Regions from separate parts of the Zea mays genome. Here region 1 is linked to region 2. A link is a contact called in public Hi-C data. All regions are on one chromosome and are shown on one strand. Each heading gives the region's core, a stretch centred on a gene start, on an enhancer-like site or on the middle of the called end of the contact. The rest is flanking DNA. Distances are from core to core; before and after follow the strand shown.

Region 1 (5,472 bases), core at 708-3,207, 180 kb after region 2:
GGACGATGACAAGAAAGAAAAGAAGAATATAGAGAAGAAGAAATTCTACCACAAGAAGAAGGGCGGCGAGGCGCATGGGACTCTGATGAGAGCCCCATCGACTACTCCTCTGACGAGGACGCCGCCAACATCGCCGTCAATAATGGTCTTCTCTTCTCCAAAGTCAGCCATAAGTGCCTCATGGCAAAGAGGACAAAAGAAAGGTACAACCTAGAAGCACCCTCAATTATACTACTTCCGATGATGAGAGTGATTCTAGTGAAAATGAAGAAAAACTTGTCTTTGCTCTTTAAAGGCCTTAGCTTCAAGTTAATTGAGAAAATCAATGAATTAGTGAAATTTATTAACGAGTAGGATGAACTCTTAGAATACAAGATGATCTACTCAGGGGCGGATCCAGAATTTTTCTATGACCCGGGCCAAATCTACTAAATTTCATTCTCTTAATTTTATCTTAACTATTTTATACCGTATTAAATAGAGACTTAAATAGAGTTACATGGATCAAGCCCCGGGCCACGGCTCGGGTGGCCCGGGGTGTAGATCCGCCCCTGGATCTACTCGTTAAGGAAAATGAGAATTTTGTGAAGCAACAAGCTAAAAACTTGCAACAATTCAATTTCTTGTCTTAAATCTGATAATGTTAATTTGATTGCTAAGATTGAAGAATTGAATGCTTGCCTTGTTCCTACATCTACCTGAGCATGTTACTATTTATAATAGATATAGAGATGTTGATGTTGATGCTATTAATGACCACCTTGCTTTAATTAAAGACCAAAATGATCACATAGCAAAGTTAGATGCTAAAATTGCCGAGTGTGAGCTTGAAAATTAGAAATTTAAATTTGCTCGTAGAATGCTTTATAATGGGAGACGCTCTGGCACTAAGGATGGTGTTGGCTTTCAACCTAGGAGCAAAACAAACAAAATTCCTCAATTTGCGAAGGACAAGGTTCCTATGGTGCATGATAGGGAAGATTACATTTTATATTATGAGAACTATCATGCTCATAAGATTCCTAGAAAATCATATGCTAGAAATGCTCATGCACATCATCATGCTTATATTTATGCAAATGAAACACCTAGCCGCATTCTACTTCTCATGCTAAAACTGCAAAAATGCCTAAAAAGAAAGTTGTTGATGCATCTACTGAGCCAAAACTGTCGTTTAAGACTTTTGATGCATCTTATGTTTTTACTAATAAATCTGGCAGAGTAGTTGCCAAATATGCTGGGGGTAGGCACAAGAGTTCAAAAACTTGTGTCTGGATATCTAAGGTGCTTGTTTCTAACATGAAAGGACCCAATACCGTTTGGGTACACGAGAACAAGGCATAAATCTGTGTTGTAGGTTTATGCATTCGACGGAAAAAATTGGATAATGGATAGCGGATGCACTAACCATACGACTAGAGAAAAAAGATGTTTTTCTCGTACGAGAAAAATGATGATCTTCAAAAGGTGTTTTTGAAGTACATTTTGAGGAGTTTCGAAAATTTCATAAAACTGGTCTCTAGTTTTAGTTTTTTGAAGTTAGAGCTCGTGGAGCTAGACTTGTTTGATAGCTGAAATAGACTTGAAATTCTTATGAAGCTCTCAAAAAGAGCCTAAAATTTAGTAGGCTAGATGCTAGAACCTAACAACTCCTATATATTTAAATAACTTTTTATATATTATGGTATATGACGACATATCATCTCCCCCTCTTGCTGTCTTGGCCGCAGCCGTCGCGTCGATGCAAGTTGAGACGTCCCTGCCTGGCTGCCTGGCTCCCTGCCGCAACCGCATCAACGACGCACGGCGCCACGGCCACGGCACGGCACCACGCGCTCAGACGTCCACGGGCTACCAACCCCAGCTCACCGCACTCAACCCATTGCTGCCACGGCGATCACCTCACCCACCCCGCGCACTTTTCTCATCGCGCCAACGCAAACACCACAGCGCAGCAGCAAGCGAGCTAACTGGAGTACAAAGCAAGCCAATTCGCTCTGTGCCTGTGCCGCTGCCTACCGTCGCGCGAGACGGGCGAGCTCCTCTCCCGGCCGCCGACGCCGCGGGGGATTCCTTTTCCCCGGAATGCTCTGCCGCTCCGTCCGGGCGGAAGAGGAGCACTAGGCGGCGGCTCGGATGGGGCGCCCGGGGTACATCACGGTGCCCATACTCTCGGTGCTCGCCGCGATCGGCTATGTCTACTACACCACGGTGTTCCTGGCGATCCCCGCGTGGCTGGGGCTCTCCTCGGCGACCGGGCTCGCCAACGCCGCGGTCTTCAGCGCGCTCGCCGCCGCCTGCGTCGCTACCTACGCCGTCGCCGTATCGCGCGACCCGGGCCGCGTGCCAGCGTCCTTCGTGCCCGATGTCGAGGACGCCGGGAGCCCCATCCACGAGATCAAGCGCAAGGTACACTCTACTCACGGCCCCTGCCTCCCTCCGTCTGACCGTCTGGGCCATGAACCACTCCAGATCTCGCGGGCGCCCCCGCCGCGTGCTGTGAAGTTTAGATCTACGTAGTGGGATGGTAGTCATATGTGTAGGATCAGAAACTTTGTTAATTGTTACTAGTTCAGATCTTAGGATTAGATTTCGAGCAGGTATTGCCTCCAAGCAAGGTCCGGCGCCGCGCGCGAGATTTGGATTTTAATAGTAGGAATCACGCGAATGCTCCTATACCTATTGGAGCGCCGAGTGCCTCGGTGTTGCGATCATTTGGTGGGCGAGGAACTGTGTATATGTGTGCGTTAAGCCATTAACATCTTTGCTCTGAATCCTTGCACTGTCCACTCATCGTCGGTGCTCTGATTGAGTGACACTGCTATCCAAATTACTCCAGGTGGGAGATGGGAATATTCTCTTGATCGTTGCATAGCTTTGGTATTATGGTTTAGATCTAAGCATGAGGGCTGCGTACCTGGTACCATGCTATATGTAGACTTACAGTAATGACATATGTTGCAATACACTGCTATCCAAATTACTCCAGGTGGGAAATGGGAATATTCTCTTGATCGTGCGCATAGCTTTTGTATTATGGTATAGATCTAAGCTTGAGGCTCTGTGCCTGGTACCATCCTATATGTAGACTCACAGGAATGACATATGTTGCAATTAAAGGACAAATCTAGTTGGTATTATGGTATAGATCTAAGCATGAGGGCTTTGTACCTGGTACCATCCTATATGTAGACTTACATGAATGATATATGTTGCAATTAAAGGACAGATCTAGTGTCGGTGGCTCACATATGAGCGAAATCCGATGAAGTGTTGGTATTATGGTATAGATCTATGCATGAGGGCTCTGTACCTTGTACCATCCTATATGTAGACTTACATGAATGACATGGTCCAGAGAAAGGGTTCGTGTGCACCTCTAATAGGCGTCGGACTCTAACAGACAGAGTGTTGGACCGGCACAGAGTTAGCCCTATGGCTAACCCTAACTTCACGATCACAGCGATCGTCACATCCTGAGCATTGGTTCGATGATGGACGTCAGACCAGTCCGACTCTCCCCATAGCTCTTTGGTTGTTTTTGGGAGAGCGTTGGACTCTGATGCGATGGTACGATGGTTGCAAACACGGTTGTACTGGACGGGACGATGCACTATTTACATGAGTGGTCCCACTGTTAGCCACGTAGGAAACTTCATTTAGTATCGTCGAACCCTGAGCATTGGCCCGACAAGGACCGTCGGACCAGTCTGATGCTGATGGATACTCTTTGGTCATTTACAGCAGGGCGTCAGACCCAGGCCAACGATGATCTAACTATCGTTGGACTATGGGTGTCGAACCATACAACTCCATAGTGGTTGGCACGGCAACAATAACATTGAAATGGCTAGTACATGTGGCAAGCTCTAAGAGCATCGGACCGGTGCGACATGGTCCGACGGTGGGTGTTGAATGGCCCGACGACCCTAATTTCTACATAGTGAAGGTACCAACGGCCAGTTGCCTTTTGGGACCTTATAAATAGAGCTTGGTTAGGCTTGGGGTTAACATCTTGGCTTTCCAACTTGAGGTACACCTAGTAATCCTAAAAAACATCTCACTCTCATCTCTAGTGATATTGATTCGTTCAAAGTGAGATTGAGAGTGATCTCTAGTGATTTGCATTAAATTGTTGTATCTATTGGCATTAGTGATCATATTGAGCTACAAGTTTCTTGTTATTTTTTGTGGTTGTCGGCTTGCCGCCACCTGGATGACTTGGACATAACGGAGGATTATTGAACAACTTTTGGAGAATGCCATTGGCTCCAATCATCATTATGAGGGATTATGAGGGGATTTTGTGCTCATTCCCCATGTGAAGTTCACGAAGAACAAATATAATGCAACCATGGCTTGTTGGAGTGCCTCTCTAGTGTGGTTTTTATGGCGCCCTAATTATGTCCTTGACGTGTGATGCCAATCGGTACATGGACCACCTAGTTTGGGTTGCCACAATAAGAACGTAGGTTGTCGGCAAGCAAATTAACCTCCGGGACATTTCTTGTGCATGGGCCACGAAGTGCGCGAGCTTCACGATTGCTGAGGAATTGCTCCTCGATGACCAGTCAGGCGCGGCGCGCAGTGCCGCCAGTGCCACCCGAGGTGCGGGCAGACTCCATCAACTCTAGGGAGAGTGTGCCTAGAACCCAGGACAACACGACGACATTCATGCGTCGCCAGGATGGCATGGCGGGGTAGGTGTCGGAGAGGACATGGTTGGTGAGGGCGTTCCGCTCGAGGGCGAGTAGAACGAGATCGCGCCATCAATTGTAGTGGGGAGAAAGGGGATCCATAACCACGGGCACAAGGGCGCGTGAAGGTTGGCGATGAGGGCGGTCTCATAGTCAGGGTCTTCAACAGCACCAGTGTCGTTTGAGATGCCACCCTGGGGTGGTGGGAAGGCGGCGTTGTGGGCGATGGCCGCAGTGCGCTCAAGGTCGAAGGCAGCCTGGCGTTCCCTGGTGAGGGCGTCCTAAGCGGCACAGACCTGATCTTAGGCGACGACGACTGCCTTGGCTACATCATCGGCGACGGCGACCAGGGCCTGGTGAGCTGTCTCCTGCGCGACGTCGGCGATGGGCGGAGGCTCGGCAGAGGCCATGGTGGCGTGGCACAGGCAGCGAAGAGGTTAGCGAAAGCGATAGGTCATAGGATTGTGACTATCTCGTGATACCATGATAGCGTGGAATATTGTGTGTTGTATTGCATTGAGTAGCAGGATAACAATATATAGACCTCTACCAGATTGTGTTCCACCTGATTTATAGAAACAATGATCAGGGAGTCAATCAGGGAGATCTCACACTAAATAGGAAACAACCATATAGGAAAGAATCAACCATTAGCACCTAATCAGGGGCAATCAACCAACGCCTGATAGGGAAGGGTATCACCTAATTAGGGGCAATCAGCCAACACCTAATAGGGAAGGAAACCTCCTAAACATGGAAGGAAATAAGTTGTCTA
Region 2 (5,567 bases), core at 321-2,820:
CAGGTGGGCCGGATCTCTGGGCGGCCGAGCGGGCGCACGAGCAGGCAGCGACGGAGGAAGCACAATGGGCGTGAGGACAGACGGTGCACGGCGAGGTGCGGGCAGGGAGGTTGTACGGACATGGTGGACATCGGGGAGGGGATGGGACAGACCGGGGTGTGTTGTGGTGGGGACAGCGGCGGCGGGTGACGGGGTGGCCGGATCGGGGTGGGGGTGCGGTCGGTGGAGTGTGGCAGCAGGTGGTGCGGGGGGAGGTGGAGGTGGTGCTCTGGTACTCTAGTCTAATGGCAGTGGCGGTGCGGTCGCGGCGATGGTACTCCTCTACCTCGACCAGCCGGAGATCTGCCAGGTGGCCCTCCTTAACAGCGCCTTCCACGGCGTAGCCTCGGCGGACTGCGTCTGGGCCGCCAAGCTCCCCGCCAACTACCGCTACCTTGCGGCCCTAGCCGCGACCGCCGATGACGAGGGCTGTGGCGATGGAGATGCCAGCGGCAAGCGCTTGACCAAGAAGGAGATTTATGTTCGGACGGGTGAAGGTGAGATACTGCAAGGCACCGACTAGGTTGCGGTACAACGTCGACTCTGGAACTGGTGAGCCATCGGAGGAGAGCTTGGCCTGAGTGTTCACCGGGGTAATACAAGGCTTGCACGCAGTCATGCCAACGTGCTCCAGAATATCGAGAGTGTACTCTCGTTGAGAGAGAACGAGGGACACACACAGTATAACACATATTTTATATATAAGTTATCGTAGTATTATATGTTCCCGTTGCAACGCACGGGCACCTACCTAATTATTTATTACATACGATTCTAATTCACATATAGTGTTTGTACCAAAATAGACACTTAGTTTATATTACTTGACATTAGTGTATAAAATTAATCTTTTTCTAAATTATATTGTTAATGTATTTATTTTACTAATTTAAAACATGTTACTTAAATTATTTTAGGATTTTATATTAAAATAGAAAATTAATATGATTTCTGTATTATATTATTAATATATTTATTTTACTAATTTAAAATATGTTTACTCAATTATTTTGTAGATTTTATATTATAATTTAAAGAGCGAGTTCGTGTTTATGGTCAAATTTGTTGTCTCGACGAGCCGGCTCACGAGTAAAACCTACTTTTGGACTCTGCGTAAACGAGTCGAGTTGAGCTCGGCTCGATTTTTAACCTAGCCGCGGCTAGCCGAGAGGATCGGCTCGTTCACCCCTAACCTAGCCATACCTAACTCCCCTGTGTCCAAGCCATCAGGATCTCTGCCGTTCAGGCCACGTCGCACCATCATAACGGCGGAAGGTCCCACGACTGGCACCAAATTAAGCCCCCGGCCCAGGCAGTGCGGTACAGAGATGATCTGGTGTGCGCTCGCTCACGCAGAGGCCGGTGAGCCGGTCCCGGCCGGGCAGCAGCCGCTGCTGCTTCCACCACGACAGCTACGCGCAACTGCGCAGCGCATGCCCTGCATGAATGATCTCCCGCCGCACTGTGCAGCATGCGCGGCAGCTACCCCTACCCGGCTACCCCCATGGACTCGCGAGAGTGACAACCAGCTGTGCACACAGGCATAGATCGAGCTGATCCAGCACTGCACCTGCACCTGCACCTGCACCTGCACCTGCACCGCCCACCCGCCCATCCACGTCCTTTGACATGGACCATGGCGCGGCACGGAACACGGATTTGGATGGATGGTCCATGATGACGGCATGCATCGTCGAGTAGCAGCAGTAGCACAAGTGCCCGGCTGTGCAGCACTACAACTGTGCCCCCAGGCCACCTACCCAAACCCATCCTCCACAGCCAGGGTCCCAACTCCCCAGCGAAAAGCTAGAATAGTCCTGAAAGAACAGCGCATGCATCTCACTGTATCTCCTGTTCGCCGGTATCCCTGTACCGTGCTGAACTGCTGCTGATGGGCCTATCTCCATCGAATTATTTGTGTCTCGTGACGACGCGTAGCTCGTCAGCGCAGTATCATCATTTCGGAGCGTTTCGTTGGTTATGATTGATGATTCGATGTCAGTTATTACGGAGTCCGATCGTGTCGTCCTCCCAATAGCCGCTGTGGTCTGTGGAGCCGGCGCCGGCATGGGGCACGGGCGACGGTCGGTGCTCGGCGGTGCCAGAAGTCATGCATGGGCGGTTTTGTTGAGCACCCTGCAGGCCTGTTACCCGGCAACTTGGACGGCTGGACTCTACTACTACCAAGCAGCTCGCCTTCTGCTTTGACAAATATTAGAATATATAAAAAAATACTATCCTTCATTCCACATGCATCTTCTGAAAAGGGCTCAATCGAACAAGATTCTAATGTAGTTCCTCGAAATCCTTTTGCTGGGAATCCCCTGGACCAGCGCCACCGGCCAGATACAGCCATGGCGGCATGGCCTCGCGACAGCGACTCCCAATTACCGCGTGCAAGTAGATCCCTGTACTGTACCGCCCTCGCCCCTTGGTCCTTCCGCCCATCCGCATGCGTTGACGACTTGACGTACGTAGGTTCGCGCAAGGAGCCTGTGATGTAGCTAGTCATGCGGCCGGGCATGGATGGTCCATGACTCCACTGTCCACTCATCATCGACTTCATTCAACTAGCAGCAATACTACTACTCCACCTACCCAGCCAGGGGCCCGATTGCTAGTAGAACAATCCAGGAAGAATTGCGCGTGCATCACATGTCATTGACGACCTTGCTGCATCGATCCGTCGACCGTCCCGTCCCGATGAGATTTGAGATGGACCTAAGCTGATGCTACTACGTACTGTACTCCGTAGGGTTCGTGGAGTGTACCAGTACCCATTTTGCATCTTTTGGCTCGGTTGCTGATTAGCTGCCATATTTTGGACCGCCGACCGATTAAACTCCAGTACGTTCTACGTGATCCCGATCAGTGCGCGACACCTGGCCGCTGTCTTCCTCACCGATCGAACAGCCGCCGCGGACCAGGAACCATGCCCGTGGCCCGTGGGCGACAGGTCGAGGAGACCGAGTGTCGGGCGGCTGACGGCCAGAATTGTTTCTATTTTATGTTTTTAGCCCCTTTTCCATAAAAAACTATACATATGTTTCTGACATAAAATTGTTTTTGATTTTAGATTTGGCGTCGGGGTCTACGAGATCGAGGTAACACGTATCAACCTATAGATTATCGCGCTCAGGATGATATGTTACTAAAATATGTGCCGTCCAGTTTTTAATTTTCATGAATTTTTAACAGAGTAAGAGTAGATTTCTCTTTGTATTCTGAAAAAGCTATAAAGTGGTTTTCAAGAAACTCACACACATTCCATTTTTTTTCCATAAATCGATTTCTAGACACTGTGGTGCTTCCAAATATGCTATTAGTCTAGATCACCGAGACGTATTATCTTGATCCTTATGTCATTGTCGTGTGTCACGCTCGTAGATCTATTCCTCCCCCTCTCTCCCACCTAACCAACAAAAAGAGATAATCATGCTTCTAGATAACACTTACCTTGATGTACTTCATGCTTTCCTCCACATTACCAATAGGAAGAGATAATCATGTTACTGGATAACTTATCTCTTCAACGAGTGCCTTTCTACAATGTTAAAGCTAGAGCAACTATAAAGAGCACATCTCTCTTGTGGATGATGTAGATATGGTGAAAATTTAAATATTCTAACTGTTTTTTGATTTTTTTTTTTAGATGCATGTGTACCCACAAAGCTACCATTTAGCTTTGCCCCCGCCTTCCTGGATGTGTTCCTGGTCTAGACCAAGTTAAATCAGTAGAGTTAGACCTCGGGGGAGAAGGGAACAACAGAGATGGAGAGGTCGTCCTAAGGCACGACATCATACTATATAGTCTAGCGTCTAAATACGACTTTACGTTGCCTACGAAGGTTAATAAATTTTTTACGACAAAATACTAAAATAAAAAAAGAATTTGGGCTCAGCGCGAGATCCTCTCCTCGCAGGGCAGTGCAACCACACGAGTAGGCTCTGTCTTTGTAAGGTGCCAGGTGGTGTGTAATTAACCTTTTGTGTTGTTCCCCATGACATCGACGTTTCTTTTATTTTCGTGCACCCTATAGAAGCACGGAAGACGGAACACGCCTTATCAGAGGCCATTCGTGCTTCGGTGCCCACCAGCGCCGTGCATGCACGTTATCCGTGCGGTTTTGTTTACAGTGATCAAAGTGTGTGAGGACAGGCAGCGCAGGAAATCGTAACTCGTGCTCTGCGCGTCGCAGAGGCGCAGAGCCCTATGCGTGCTGTGGTACTGGTCTGTCGAATTTATGCCCGCGCTAACCACGACACGTAGTACACGTACCACACCTACCATTAAAAATAATGAAAGTGTTAGGAGTAGCAGCGTGGCTACTCCTAACTGTCAAGCTGCACCAGTGTAAAGTGCCATGATTACTGTAGCTAACAAAGCTCCCGGCCTACACCGGTTAGGACGGCGCGTGGCGAGCATTGCTTCCGCCGTGCGGCGTGTTCAGGCTCCAGACTCCAGAGCGCGGGAGCGGTCGCTCGGACGGGCCGCGCCGACGTGCAGTGCAGCCTCCGTCGTAGGTGATAGAGTGAGTGAACTGTTAAACTCGAGCAACAACGAGGAGGGTCTGCGCTACGGCGAGCAGAAAACGGCAGACCGCGTCGCGCCGACGGGTGGCGAATTAAATAAGCTGCGGTACATGTTGCTTTGGTTATGTAGGTTCAGTGTACTGCCCCACTCCCCTCTGCATGGAACGGAACTACGGAAGAGGCAGGCATCGCGTTCACCGCACCCTTTTGATGCGAGCTCTACGCGTATAATAGGCTCTGCAGTCGAACGTCTATATAGCTGTGTAAAATACAGTTTTATAATATAGAGGGTATTATTTATAGAATAGAGTTTAAAATATAAAATAGACCGAGTCATGAGCGTCCGAATTTTTTATATTTTAGCCCTTCCTCGGAAAAAAATTTCACGTTTGGACCTTAGAAAATTTTAATGTCATTTTTGGACCCTTTGCTCGGCGCCATAGCCAATGGCGCCGAGGTAACACCGCTCGGCGCCATAGGCTATGGCGCCGAGGTGCGTGCTACGCTGGCCCAACCTGAACGACGTGGCGCCAACGTGGTACCGAGCTCGGCGCCAAGATCTATGGCGCCGAGCTCGGATATGTAACAACAAAGTATGTCTATCTCAATCGGTAGAGTGCAAGACTTTTAACTTTGAGGTTTTGGGTTCAAGCTCCATCGTGAACGTATTTTTTTATCACTAATTTGTTTTTTTGTTGTCTATATTTTTCGTTTATGTCGCTGATTTGTCCGTCCAGATTTATTTTTCATATAGTTTTTTTGTTTTTGTGACCGATTTATTTATTCATCTAGATATTTTTTGTTTTTGTTTTTGTTTATTCAAACTGCGTGACGCAAGTACCGTGCACATAAGTAACCCACCCTATGGAAGTACAAAGTACTTTATAAAATCATCAAGTCACTATTTATTTATACCTTGTATATTTATATTTTGGACTCTAATTATAATCTTTTTGTTTATTAAGTATATTTATATTTTGGACTCTAAAACTCCA

Evidence for each region. Hi-C and Micro-C count contacts between places; a contact is called where the count stands out from the background.
Region 1: a Hi-C map of leaf shows a contact between it and region 2, with 6 times the contacts expected there. The contact joins the promoter of LOC100273154 here to the enhancer-like site in region 2. A contact is called at or near these places in 5 of 25 Hi-C or Micro-C datasets (bundle sheath, endosperm and leaf).

What each region holds. Positions count from the first base shown.
Region 1 is chr3:185,575,564-185,581,035 of Zm-B73-REFERENCE-NAM-5.0, forward strand. LOC100273154 (putative protein S-acyltransferase 16) reads left to right here and starts at 1,958. Exons shown (of 6, transcript NM_001147600.1): 1 at 1,958-2,409. The coding sequence starts at 2,137.
Region 2 is chr3:185,399,136-185,404,702 of Zm-B73-REFERENCE-NAM-5.0, forward strand. No RefSeq gene overlaps it. Among protein-coding and RNA genes, the nearest start is that of TRNAK-UUU, 3.4 kb to the right of the region's middle. Within about 2 kb of position 1,571, at least 19 of the 20 cell types and tissues checked have an H3K27ac peak or open chromatin away from gene starts, as enhancers often do. A contact at or near this core is called in bundle sheath, endosperm and leaf, where this site is marked.